2 separate regions of the Mus musculus genome follow, and region 1 is linked to region 2. The links are chromatin contacts, called in public Hi-C maps. All regions are on one chromosome and are shown on one strand. The core of a region is the stretch at or near the end of the contact, and the rest is flanking DNA. Distances in the headings are between cores, read along the strand shown.

Region 1 (5,722 bases), core at 1,052-3,551, 140 kb before region 2:
TTTATCCACTGAGCCATCTCCCTAGTATCTTTAGTAATTATTTTATGTTTTCCTTTTTACATTTTAACTTCTTAATTTTACAACCTACAACTGGCAATATAGGTGAATTTTGAGTGGTGAATTGCTCTCTATAATATTTAAATTCCCATTTCAATCTGGAGAAACAATATAAAATACATGTAAAATATTCCTTAATATGTTGAGGCAGGGGTAGGGTCTAATCTACCTCATTCAGAGGCCAGAACACTTGTCTGGCATGTGCAAGGTCTTATATTCCATCCGTGTGGGTGGGGGAGGGGCATACTGGAGCAGAGCTGAGGGTGGGATGGTGTGGGAGCAACAAGGTCACACCATAAGTCCCCAACCCGCACCTCAAAATACTACTATTTTCAGACATGAACTCACTAATACATTAAATTCTTGAAAGGTGGCAACTAAGATCGACCTTGGCTATTTTTATCAAGCGTACATAATCTAAGTAACATTACCCCTTTGGATTATCTAGCACTTGGTTGTGACCATTTGCCAAATAGGTTGGCTAAATGGTCAAGCAAGACAATTCAAACTAGCTGAAGCAAGGCAACACTGCTAACAGAGATTTGGCTTCATGCTCTCACTTCTCAGTGCCCACAGGCAAATTTCTCTTCTGCCCAATTGTGGTTTTCCCAAACTTTTCCCTTGCTCCCAAACCGGCAATCAATTAAGGAGGCATGATTTCTGACAGTACATACATTTTAAAATAGGGACAGGTCAAAGCAAACAGACCTACAATTGGAAGAACTGTAAAATCAATGCCTGTAAACAAACAAACAATAAATCTTTTTTTATACTCTTTTGTCTACCATTTTTGCCCCTAAGGAACACAAGAAACTAAAATTTTTTTTTAAATATAAAGAACTGCTAAACAATTCTGATGCACACTGTATCAAATGTTACCAGGCTAAGAGGATCTTATTTGATTATGAGGTTAAAAAGTTACAAACTGTCCTTAACATGAATAATCATTAAGTTGGTTCCCATCCCTGGCCTTTTCAAATAAATACCTCAACAAGCAAACTTCAACACGCTGGTACCACAAAGAGAACCCAGTAGTTAAAAGTAACTCCAAACTATCTACAATAAATCTCAGGATGACTCAAAATCCTAGATCCAAGCTCAAGTGCGTGTCCTATCTTGTCTCTCAGCTCACTTTCCATCCCGACTTGTGCGGGAGTAAGGCAGAGGCCACCCACACACAACCTAAGTAGATCTCAGGTCTCCCAAACATGCCCATTTCCGGTTTTAGTCTCTCCAGAAACCTAATCCAATTAACTCTAATGAGCCAATAGCTAATAAAATAACTCCTAAATTAAAATTTCAGTTTATGACGGCCGCTAGAACTTAAGGGGTTACTAAGAGTGTCGATGAAACTTGCAAACATGGGTCCATTTTTTGGAGATAATTACTCTTTCAAATCACAAGGTCTACTAAGCCTTTCTTGTGTGCAGAGGCCCTCCGGGGTAATAAGACCGGAAGTCGGGGCAGGTATTGTTGATACAGTAAAACAAAACAAAGCTTCCCCCCTCCCAGCACACAAACAAACAAACAAACAAACAAAAAACCCCATAACCTCAAAAACAACTTCCCGAGAGCACGCTCACCCCACCCTCATCACGAGCCCCGAGAGAGGAGGGCGGGCGGCCAGGGTGAGAGTCCTGGGGAAAGGTCGGAGACAGGGCAGCGCCGCGCGGCTTGCGGCCTGCAAGCCCGAGCCTGCAGGTGGGGCGTGCGGGAGGCGCCGCGGGGCCCGCGTTTACCTGCGGCGAAGTGGAGCGGGGTGGACTTCCTGCCCGCCGTGTCGCGGCTGTTCACCTTCTCGGGCGTCACCAGCCTCTTGACTCGCTCCACGTCCCCGTTGCGGCAAGCCTCGAACAGCTCGCGGGCGGACGGCTCCACGGCCTCGGCCCCGGCGCTCGCGCAGGCCGCGCCCCCGCCGGCGCAGCGGCGGCCAGACATGATCCGGGCCGCCGCCGCCGCCGCCAGCAGCAGCGCCAGCAAAGGCAGCAGGAGCCCGGGCCCCGCGAGCAGGAGGGCGAGGCCCCCCGCAGGAGACGCGCTCAGGGCCCGGGCCGCTCCGCTCCCCGCTGTCACCAGAGTCGGCACGGTCCCATGGCCGCGTCGCCGCGCGCCCCCGGCTCGGCTCCGTGAGCCCCGGCTGCCCCACCGCGGTGGAGGCAGCGCGAACCCGCTCGCCGAGCCCCGAAGCGACGCGACGGCGGAAGCGGCCGAGACCACTCCTGCCAGCTCGGTCGGGTCCTGGGAGCGCGCGTGACGTCGGCTCGCGCGTGCGCAGTGGCTGCTCTCCGGCCGGGCCAGTTTGGGCAAGCGGGGCCGCGCGGAGGGGTTTGTGGGAAATGTGCAGGGAGAGCCTTTGGCTGCGGAAAGAGAAGGGGCTTCGGCCCACCGCCATCTTTACAGAGCCTCTGCTAAAAACGAGAGGTCTTGCTGCCTTTTCTTTTATTAAAGCCTACACTTCTCGAGACGAGTTTCATTGCTCAGACACCGAAGACGAATCTTGGGAAGTTTTGTTCTGATTATGCATTTTCTTGTGCAAGTTTTAGCGTGAAAATCTCTGCAGTGTTGCTTCCGTACCTTCCCCCTGGGAGATTTCTCACCCCTTCCCCCTCCTGCCTTCTTTACAGTGTCTCTTCCCTTAACTCTCCGCATCTGCTTTTGTTTTTCTTATAAGCGTTTTCTCAGAAATGAATCCGTTACGCTTACTGAGAAGTTTGGATGAGCGGCCCCCAGATAAATCAAGAAAGCGAAGAAAGTTCATCTCAATTCTAAAGCAACAATTGGGGGGTGGGGTGGCTGTGATTAGCTCCGCTTCCCATAGTAAATTATTAGCTCAGCGCTGACGAGGATCTATACATAAATCAGCATTGCACCGGATGTGGTCGAGGTGCTGATACAAAGCATACACATCAAAGTTTTCCGAAGTTTCTCTCTCTCTCTCTCTGATCAAAGAATACAAGTGCACAATTCATTTTCGTGTTTATTGTGTTTTATTAAAAAAAAAAAAACAACAACAACAAGGATGTGTTTTGTAGAGCCAGGTCTGGTAAGGTGGGAAGGATTCCTGGGCAGGCCCATGCTGAAACATCCCTTTCTTACCCCTGAGGTACCAGCCATACGGGTGTAGTGTAGAATCGAGTTTATTTAGGGCATGGGAAGGGGAGTAGAGAAGAGAGTAGAGGCAGAGAAGGACAGAGGAAGAGAGAAAAAGAAGAGAGGCCGGCCAGGAACACGTGGAGAGAGACGGGGGAGGGGGGATGGGAGAGAGGGAGAAAGGGGTTAGGAGAAGAGTCTGAGAGAGAAGGGGGACAAACAGCCAGGCCTACCTGGCTGTTGCCAGGTAACTGTTGGGCGGAGCCTGGAAAGAATGTTAGCTGTGTTTAAGGTAGTAGTGACATCTTGTTTCAGGAACCCGAAAGAAAGGAATACAGAGATTTTGCTTGCAAGAAAGTGCTGACTTTTGGCACGCTGACAAGCATTTCCCCTGTGAATTACTTAACCTGTTTTTCAGGAAATCCAGTTTTTGTTAGGGAGCGTTGACTCACTTCTGTGGGAGAAAAGCAGGGACACTTCTTGAGCATTTTAGTAAATGTACCTTCTTATATGTTTATTCCATTATGTTCTTAGACTACTTAGTGTAAATTTAAATTGATCCCTATTACTAAATAACTATTCATGAATATACCTAAGGATTAGAACCTTACTACTATGATTGTCTCATTTTTCTTCATTTCATCGACTTGCCAAATATATTCCCAATTTTTATAATTTTTTATTTAGTGATTTCTGCTTATGTATTTCCTCCCAATATGTGTATCTAAACAACATCATACAGCATCACTTACTCACTGATCTATCTCCTCAACCCTAACTGTTTTTGTTTTTTTCTTTTTTTCTTTTTCGAGACAGGGTTTCTCTGTGTAGCCCTGGCTGTCCTGGAACTCACTCTGTAGACCAGGCTGGCCTTGAACTCAGAAATCTGTCTGCCTCTGCCTCCCAAGTGCTGGGATTAAAGGCGTACAACACCACAGCCCAGCCTAACTTGTTTTTAAAACACTTGATTACTAGAGAAATGAAGTTAACAAAGAAACCATATTAGGATGGCTGTTCTAAAAGCAAACAAACAGCAAACAACAAATGTTGGTGAGATGGACAAATTAGAATCGTTTTGGCACTCTTAATGTGATCATAAAATGTGTATTATTACAGGAAACACTTGGTAGTTCCTTACAAAACTAAACATTGGGACTGGAGAGATGGTCTAGTGGTTCAGGGCACTGTTTTACTTAGGACCTGAGTTCAATTCCCAGCAGCTACAAGGTGGTGCACAATCATATAGCACCAATCCTGGTATCTGTGGCCCTCAGCAGGCACAAACATGGTGCAGACAAAACACCCAACATAAAATTAATTAAAAATTAATTAATTAAAAATTTCAACATAAAGCTACCATCTTCTCTACTTCTGGGTAGATATAGTCAAATAGTTTGAAACCAGGATCTCAAATCGTTCTGCAATCGTGTTCATAATACAATCCTCACAAAAGCAAAGAGTTATAAACAATCCAATTGTTCCATGAATGGATGACTATGAAATGTGATGAATGCATATCAAGGAAGAACATTCAGGCTTCAGGAAAGAAGGAATCTTATCTTGTGCCCCAACATAGGTGATTACTGAGGGCATAATGTTAAGTAAGAGAAGCCAGCTTACAAAGACAAAACGGGTTCACTTGTATTCCTGCAGAGAGCTGCCTTAGCAAAACACCACAAAATAGATGTTTTAAATTCCTTTAAAAAAAAAAAAGTGGGGCGTGGTGGGGTGCACGCCTTTAATCCCAGCACTCGGGAGGCAGAGGCAGGTGGATTTCTGAGCTCGAGGCCAGCCTGGTCCACAAAGTGAGTTCTAGGACAGCCAGTGCTACACAGAGAAACCCTGTCTCGAAAAACCAAAAAAAAAAAAAAAAGAACAATATGAACTAACCAGTAGCTCGTGTCTCTAGCTGCTATGTAGCAGAAGATGGCCTAGTTGGCCATCATTGGGAAGAGAGGCCCCTTGGTCTTGCAAACTTTATATGCCCCAGGGCCAAGAAGTGAGAGTGGGAGGGTAGGAGAGCAGGGGGCGGGGGGTGGGGTGTGTATGGGGGGACTTTTTGGATAGCATTTGAAATGTAAATGAAGAAAATACCTAATAGAAAATTGGAAAAAAGAAAAAAGAAAAACGAAAAAAAAAAGTTAGATCAAGATGTTGGTTGGTGTTTTGGTTTCCTCAAAACCCTTTTCCTTGGCTTATAGATGGCTACCTCCTCACTGTACCTCACTCGATCTTTCCACTACATGCACATCTTGTTTCTTTAGTAAAATTAAGCTAGATAAGCTAGCTGGGAGATAGCCCAAGCTAAAGACCTAGGCTTTTTATAATTATTAATAAGTCATCTCTTACTCTTGCCTTCTTGCTCCCACTCTGTCCTCTCACCCCTTCCCCACCCCACGCCCTATTCCCCTCTCCCCTCTCTTTCCACGTGCTCATGATTGGCTGCTTCTTCTTCTTCTTCTTCTTCTTCCTCTTCTTCTTCTTCTTCTTCTTCCTCTTCCTCCTCCTCCCTCTTCTTCCTCTTCCTCTTCTTCTTCCTCTTTCTCTCTCTCTCTCTCCTCACATCCCCCCTTTC
Region 2 (5,902 bases), core at 110-2,609:
AGAAGAAGTTGAAACATTAATTCTGCCTCTATGGGACCCAGCATGGATTAATTACTCTCTCTGGGCATTTCTAAAGACCCCTCACTGCAAGGTGGACTTGAATCACCTCCCCGCGGGTTGTTATAGGGAATAGGATTGTAGGAAAATGCTTGGACCACATCGGTTACAACCGCCATGCCCAGTGGAAGCAAGGGATGTGTTAGGGAACTGAGGTCACCTCTCTCCTGGCAATCAGAAGTGGTTTCCCTTTACTGTGTGGCTCCTCCCATTTTTTTGTACAGCACAGTGGGGGGGATGGTTCCTATTCTGACCTGTGGCTAGACCTGGGTGAGCCCTTGGTCTCTCAGCCACAGTTTTCTTGATTATAAGGTGAAAGTAACAATATTTACTGCTTATGATCTTGGGAGAAAGTAAGATTCAGTAATCAGGGCAGTGCCTGGCTCAAAATAATTACCTGCTATTGAGTACACCCCCCTTCTTTTCTCAGACCATATGTTCTGTGTAGGCAGAAATGTTTCCAGATGACCCGTGGCCCAGGGATGGGCCTGAAGCTGGGCCACAGCAGCTAGCAAAAGGAAAAACAAGTCCCCCTTCTTCTCCTGGTTCTCAGTGGATCTCATTTGAAGAGTATAACATTAAGGTTCCATAACAATTTAGAAGATAAACAATCCCAGAATAGGTTCCTACAGCATTAAATAGGGCAGTTTAAAAATGGGTCACTGTGGGGGAAACGCAAACAAACAAAAGCCTCGCCTGTGTTATACAACAGAGGCCCCTGGGGCTTTGTTTGCATGAGAAAGCAGCTCTGGAAAGGTGTACTAAGGATTTCAAACCAAAGGCAGGTAAGTTTGTAGCAAAAATAGTACATAAATCTGCTTATTAAAAAAATAACGTTCCTATAAAAGTTACCGTGGGACTCAGTTTCCCCTTTTCCAGAGTTTGAGAGCTGGGATGCATGCATGGGCCTCACAGGGTTGGATAAAATGTTCCAGGATTTTCATAAACACTGAGATGACACTGGCATTTTAAGCCAGAATAGACCTGGATCTGACTTGATTTAAAGGCATGGTTGGGTTTTCCCAAGTTTTTGTTTTAGTGTTATTTTTCCATCATGTATCAATGGACTTTATTTTGATCAAATCCACACTTTTTCTTTCCCACTAACCCACTAACTCTTTCAGGGTCCCTCTCCTATCCCTTTCCAGGGTAGAATATATGGATATAGATTGTATTTTTTCTCATTTCCCCTGCTGCCCTAGGCTGTCCTCCATCCTTCTGTCTTGTTGCTAATTATCTTGTCCCTCCATTACATCTCTCTCTCCTCCCCCTCACAAGTCACTGCAGCCTACAGCTATGGTCTCTTCCTCTTTGTGCATAGCTTCTGCTGGAATCTTTGCACTCACTCTGCCGGTGACATCGAATGCTATTATTATCTTCTGCGTGCTAGTGAATGAATTAACTCAGCAAGCTCTTCCTGACAGCTGTGATAGCGTGCCAAGCACTGCATTAGGGACTAGGGGTGGGGATGATGAAGGCAGGGGCTGCTCCTGTAGCTGAGATCTGGGGTTGACCTTCGGAGTCAGTGTGAGGAGGTCAGAGGTAAGCATGGCAAAGGGGTTCATGGGTCTGTGACAACAGGTTTCTACTCAGTGGGAGGGGAGGAATGGGTGGGAGGGTTAGGTCGGTTTCTGTGTGGAAGAAGTTGGACTGTTTCTTCAAAGGTTGCCTAGGAAGGGTGAGAGGTTGGGGGCACCAAGGAGATGGTGAGAAAAGCAGTGGACAGGCTAGTGAGAAAAAGCTTGGAGTTTGCTTCCATGTGGCTGAGATATATGGGAGACTGGGCTAGACAGACAGGGCGGAGCACAACCCAACAGAATAACACAACACAACATAACACAGCACAACTGCCAGTATGCCTTTCTCTTTCTGGGAGAAATTCTCTATCTGAATTGGGAACAGGTCCCAGGGTGGCTCATAGGAGGCCAGAAAGGGTACTTACTGACTCTTTTACTGAGAGAGTGACTTGAGGATGCCACAGCAAGAGAGTCTCTGCTTTTGAGATGACTATGGAAGACTAACTATGGCCAGATTAGTAATACCATGTGACACAGACAAGGTGTTGTGGGGCCCTTGGGAAAGAGCACTGACCCTATCTCAGGACCAGGGAAGGTTTCTTCGAGGTGATATAGGCTGATCAGCCATCCTGACTCTTGGAGTTTATACAGTGGAGGAGGAGGCAGAGGAGGAGGGAGGGAAGAGATGAGGGGGAGGAGGAGGAAGTGGAGGAGGGAGGCTGGGGAACTTGGAAGAACAGGGAAGAGTGAAGCCTAGCCAATGTGCAGAAAGATCTCCTGTGCTCCACCTCTCTGAGCTTCAGCCTTCCAGGCCCAAGAAACAAAGCTACAGACTTTGGGGATCCAAGGGACTTTGAAGTAGGCCAGAGAGCAGCCTGAAGAGAGATCTGGCTGGCTGTGTATAGGCCTCTGGTCTCTCTTGGAACATGGGCCTGTTTTGCAAACATAGCAACATGGGCCAAGTACGTGGGTTTTGGCACTAGTTGGGCTGACCCAGCTCACTAAGCAAATAGTGGGGGAGTTTCTTCCTTTTTCCTTTGTAAACTTCAATCTTCTCTGGGCGCATAATTTATAGAATTCCAGAGAACTCCATTTTTGGCTTTCTTCCCAAGAAGGAAAAGCGCCTCACATTTTCCACACACTCGTCCCAGTCCGCTGGCCTAGAGCCAAGACTTCTTGTTGAGGCTGAGAAAAAGATGGTTGCTGTTCAGGGTTAAGGTAGTCAGCGGGGGTGGGGTGGGGGTGGGGGAGCTATACTACTACTCCAGGGATAGCTGCGGTCATGTGACAGGTAAGTATTCTTCACAATAGTCCTGGAGTGGAGAATAGATGTATCAAGGTTCAGGGCAAGAGACTATGCAGACAGCGGAGATCTGCTAAGGACTGTGCAAGGAGTCTCCCTGACTCCCAACTCTCCATAGCTGCTTAATGTTCACCAAGCACTTTCTTGTCTCATTGGATGAGGTGAGAAACAATCTCTACCTCCTCCCGAGTGTACCAAAAGGGAAGAACACATAGGACCAAGATTCCGATTTAGCTGCTCAACTCCAGCTGAGTTGCTAGGTACACGGAACAACAACTTGAAATCAGCTGCCTTGAGATGGAAAGCTTCTAGGCCTTAGGTGGTGGCTTGATGGGGGTGCTTTCCCTGAGGGTTCCAGGGATGCTTTGGGTGAGCAGTGCCCACCATGCTTAGCCCTCCCTTGGCAGGATTGTGCCTGAAGAGTTATCAGAGTCTTGAGTCCCAGAGACTTGGCTGGGATTGTCACCTAGGTATTTTGACTGCCGCCTCAGCCTTTTAGGTTGTCCCCGTTACTCTAATGTGCCTGTCAGGCTAGTCCACCCTGTGCAGATGCTGCCAGGTATGTGAAGCTGCCCATGTATGCTGGGCTTTGAGATCTAGGCTGGCTGACAAATGGGTTGCCTGGAAGTCCAGTAGGGCAATCTTTAAATCCAGATCCCTGCCCGCTCCGTGTGAGCGAACAGCGTCTAGAAACTGCACAGTTGGTGAAACCTAAGCTTTCGAACATGAGACGTTCTCAGACGTCTGTTTCCTCTTATAGTCAGGGGAGAGCATCCAAATCCCACTCTATTTGTCATTGTCATTGCTGCCCTGAAGGGTCAGGATACACTGCTCTTGGCCTCCAGACACTTGGCTCTGAGCACCGATTAGCCTTAGGAGTGCTGAGCTCGGATGCATGCAGTAGGCACTCAATAATGTTTGTAGAGAAGGAGTCAAATTGTGTCCCATGACAGACAGGCCTAGGAAAGGCTCTATGTCATCACAGTACAAAACAGCACGTCCCCTCCTTGTGGGCCACTCAATGCCCCCACGTTACAGCCCTGACTATTTCCTCAACGAAAATTCTACACCCTTGTAACAAATTTCTTCTGCTATCTTCCTGGAGAATGGCGGCTGGCTCTTTCTCTTTGTCAGTTCTCAAACTGATGGCTACCTCTCAAAGGCCATTCTTGTCAAAAGTGGTTCCTCTTCACCCACGAAGGTCCTGTCTCATTCTCCACGCTCATCTTCATCACCAAAGTTACTCTCTGTTTTCTCCATGACTCCAGCATAAGCTCAATGGGTAGAGACCTTTCTCATCCCCTGTCACTGTGGATCCCAGTGACCGGCATATAAACACTAGGAGTTCAAGAGTTATTTGTTTATGGATGAAGGAAAAAAGATAATGGGATCTGATATCTCCTACTCACAGAAGATGAAGTGAAGCTCAGGGTTTAGAAGTCTGATGTAGATTTGCTTGGACCAGATCTCAAAGCTGTGAGCTCCCCCCCCCCCCCCACTAGCTTATTCTTCAACTTGGATGGGTCTCTGGAACGAACACAGAATCATGGCTTTCCTTACTAGTTTGGAACGAGGACCATATTGTCTCTGGAGAGTAACAGCTTGAAGGAACCCTTAGAAGCTAAAAGACCACTCACACACTTAGGCTGACAGTGGAAACACGCCAATGTATGTACACTGAATGATGATGAGTTGGGATGAACGAATGTACGGCAGTACAGAAGCATATGAAGTGACGTCAGACCACCAGGGACACGGGCGGACCGCTCATCACTGTTGGTGTGAGGGGAGGCTTCTCTTGAGATTCTGACGGGAGAACGAGGAGGCTCTTGAGGATTGCTGTGAAGCTCAGGGGCCTTCTCCAGTACCCGATCAGTAAGGGCTGGTTCTGTCACTCCCAGAAACTGGATCACTCTGGCTGAAGACTAATCTGCTTCCATGGCTCACTGACTCTCACTGCTTTTCTTATATTTATTCCACAGAAGATGACGGGCAATGAATCATACCAAGCCACAGATGAACCAGTGTGCTAGCTCCGGTAGAAGGTTACTCAGGGCAGTAAGAAGCTATTAATAATTATTAGCAGTCGGTGCTTCATCTAGTCCACACTACCTATGTTCCAATGTATGAAAGGTTTAGATGTATTACTTCAATTAGATAAGGCTGGAACTGTCTTTTTAAAAAACGGTATTTAATAAAGTTAACAAAGCAGACCTTCAATCGTATGCAAAGGAAACTATTTTTACTTCCATTTACAAATGAAAAATGCTAATGAAATTTTCTTCCTGTTTAGAATGACCGATTTGGGTTTTAGCCTACTAACTGATCACTGAGAGCAACCCCATGAACATGCTAAGCAGGATTAAATTTATCAGTGTTGGGACAGCTCTGTGGAGTAGCTGGAGCCATCCCTGCGTTTGCCGCCGGGGTTAGGGTAAGTGATGGTGTACTTGGTATTATTGATTGGCAATTTGATTGTGCTTTTGTAGAAAATTTGTGGAAGTTCCCACAGGAAGATCTCACGGGGAAAGCCTGAGATTTGGCCTTGAGCTTTGTGGTTGTAGGATAAGAGTTATTTCGTGAGACAGAAAATGCAAAATAAGAATCCTCGTTTATAAGATTTTATTTTTATCAGAGTATGAGTTGTAGCTGTTTAGTGTACTCATCAGGAACAGACGCCTTCCACAAGTCTGACCCATATTTCCTGTGTGCAGCTTCCCTCCTAAGTCCAAGATGGCTGCTGGAGCTCCAGCATTGCATGCAGGTCCCAGACAGCTGAAATAGGATTTTGTTGGTTTTTGAACTCTCCTCCTCATCCCCTGTTCCCTTTCTTTCTCTCTTATCCTCATATACCAACCCAGGGCTTCACAGTAGATGTTAGAGCCCATTATATTTCACATCTGTTTTTCTAATGTATAACTGCTCAATAAGTGCTTATTTCTGATGGTGAAGAGAACACCAGACCCTTCTTTGTGATCTAGCGTCTAGCACAGGTTTTTACAGAACCAAGCAGGAGGCAATTAGA

What was found. A called contact is a pair of places that touch in the nucleus more often than the background predicts.
Region 1: a contact with region 2 is called in a Hi-C map of cardiomyocytes, with 1.7 times the contacts expected there. A contact is called at or near these places in 3 of 484 Hi-C or Micro-C datasets (cardiomyocytes, nephron progenitors and uterus), 2 of 130 datasets of targeted methods (heart atrium and pancreatic cancer cells) and 1 of 9 other capture datasets (liver).

Annotation. Positions count from the first base shown.
Region 1 is chr19:36,830,811-36,836,532 of GRCm38.p6, reverse strand. It overlaps Tnks2 (tankyrase, TRF1-interacting ankyrin-related ADP-ribose polymerase 2), which reads right to left and starts at 2,301. Exons shown (of 27, transcript NM_001163635.1): 1 at 1,797-2,301. The coding sequence starts at 1,995.
Region 2 is chr19:36,684,936-36,690,837 of GRCm38.p6, reverse strand. Hectd2os (Hectd2, opposite strand) reads left to right here and starts at 1,359. Exons shown (of 5, transcript NR_033510.1): 1 at 1,359-1,599; 2 at 5,171-5,311.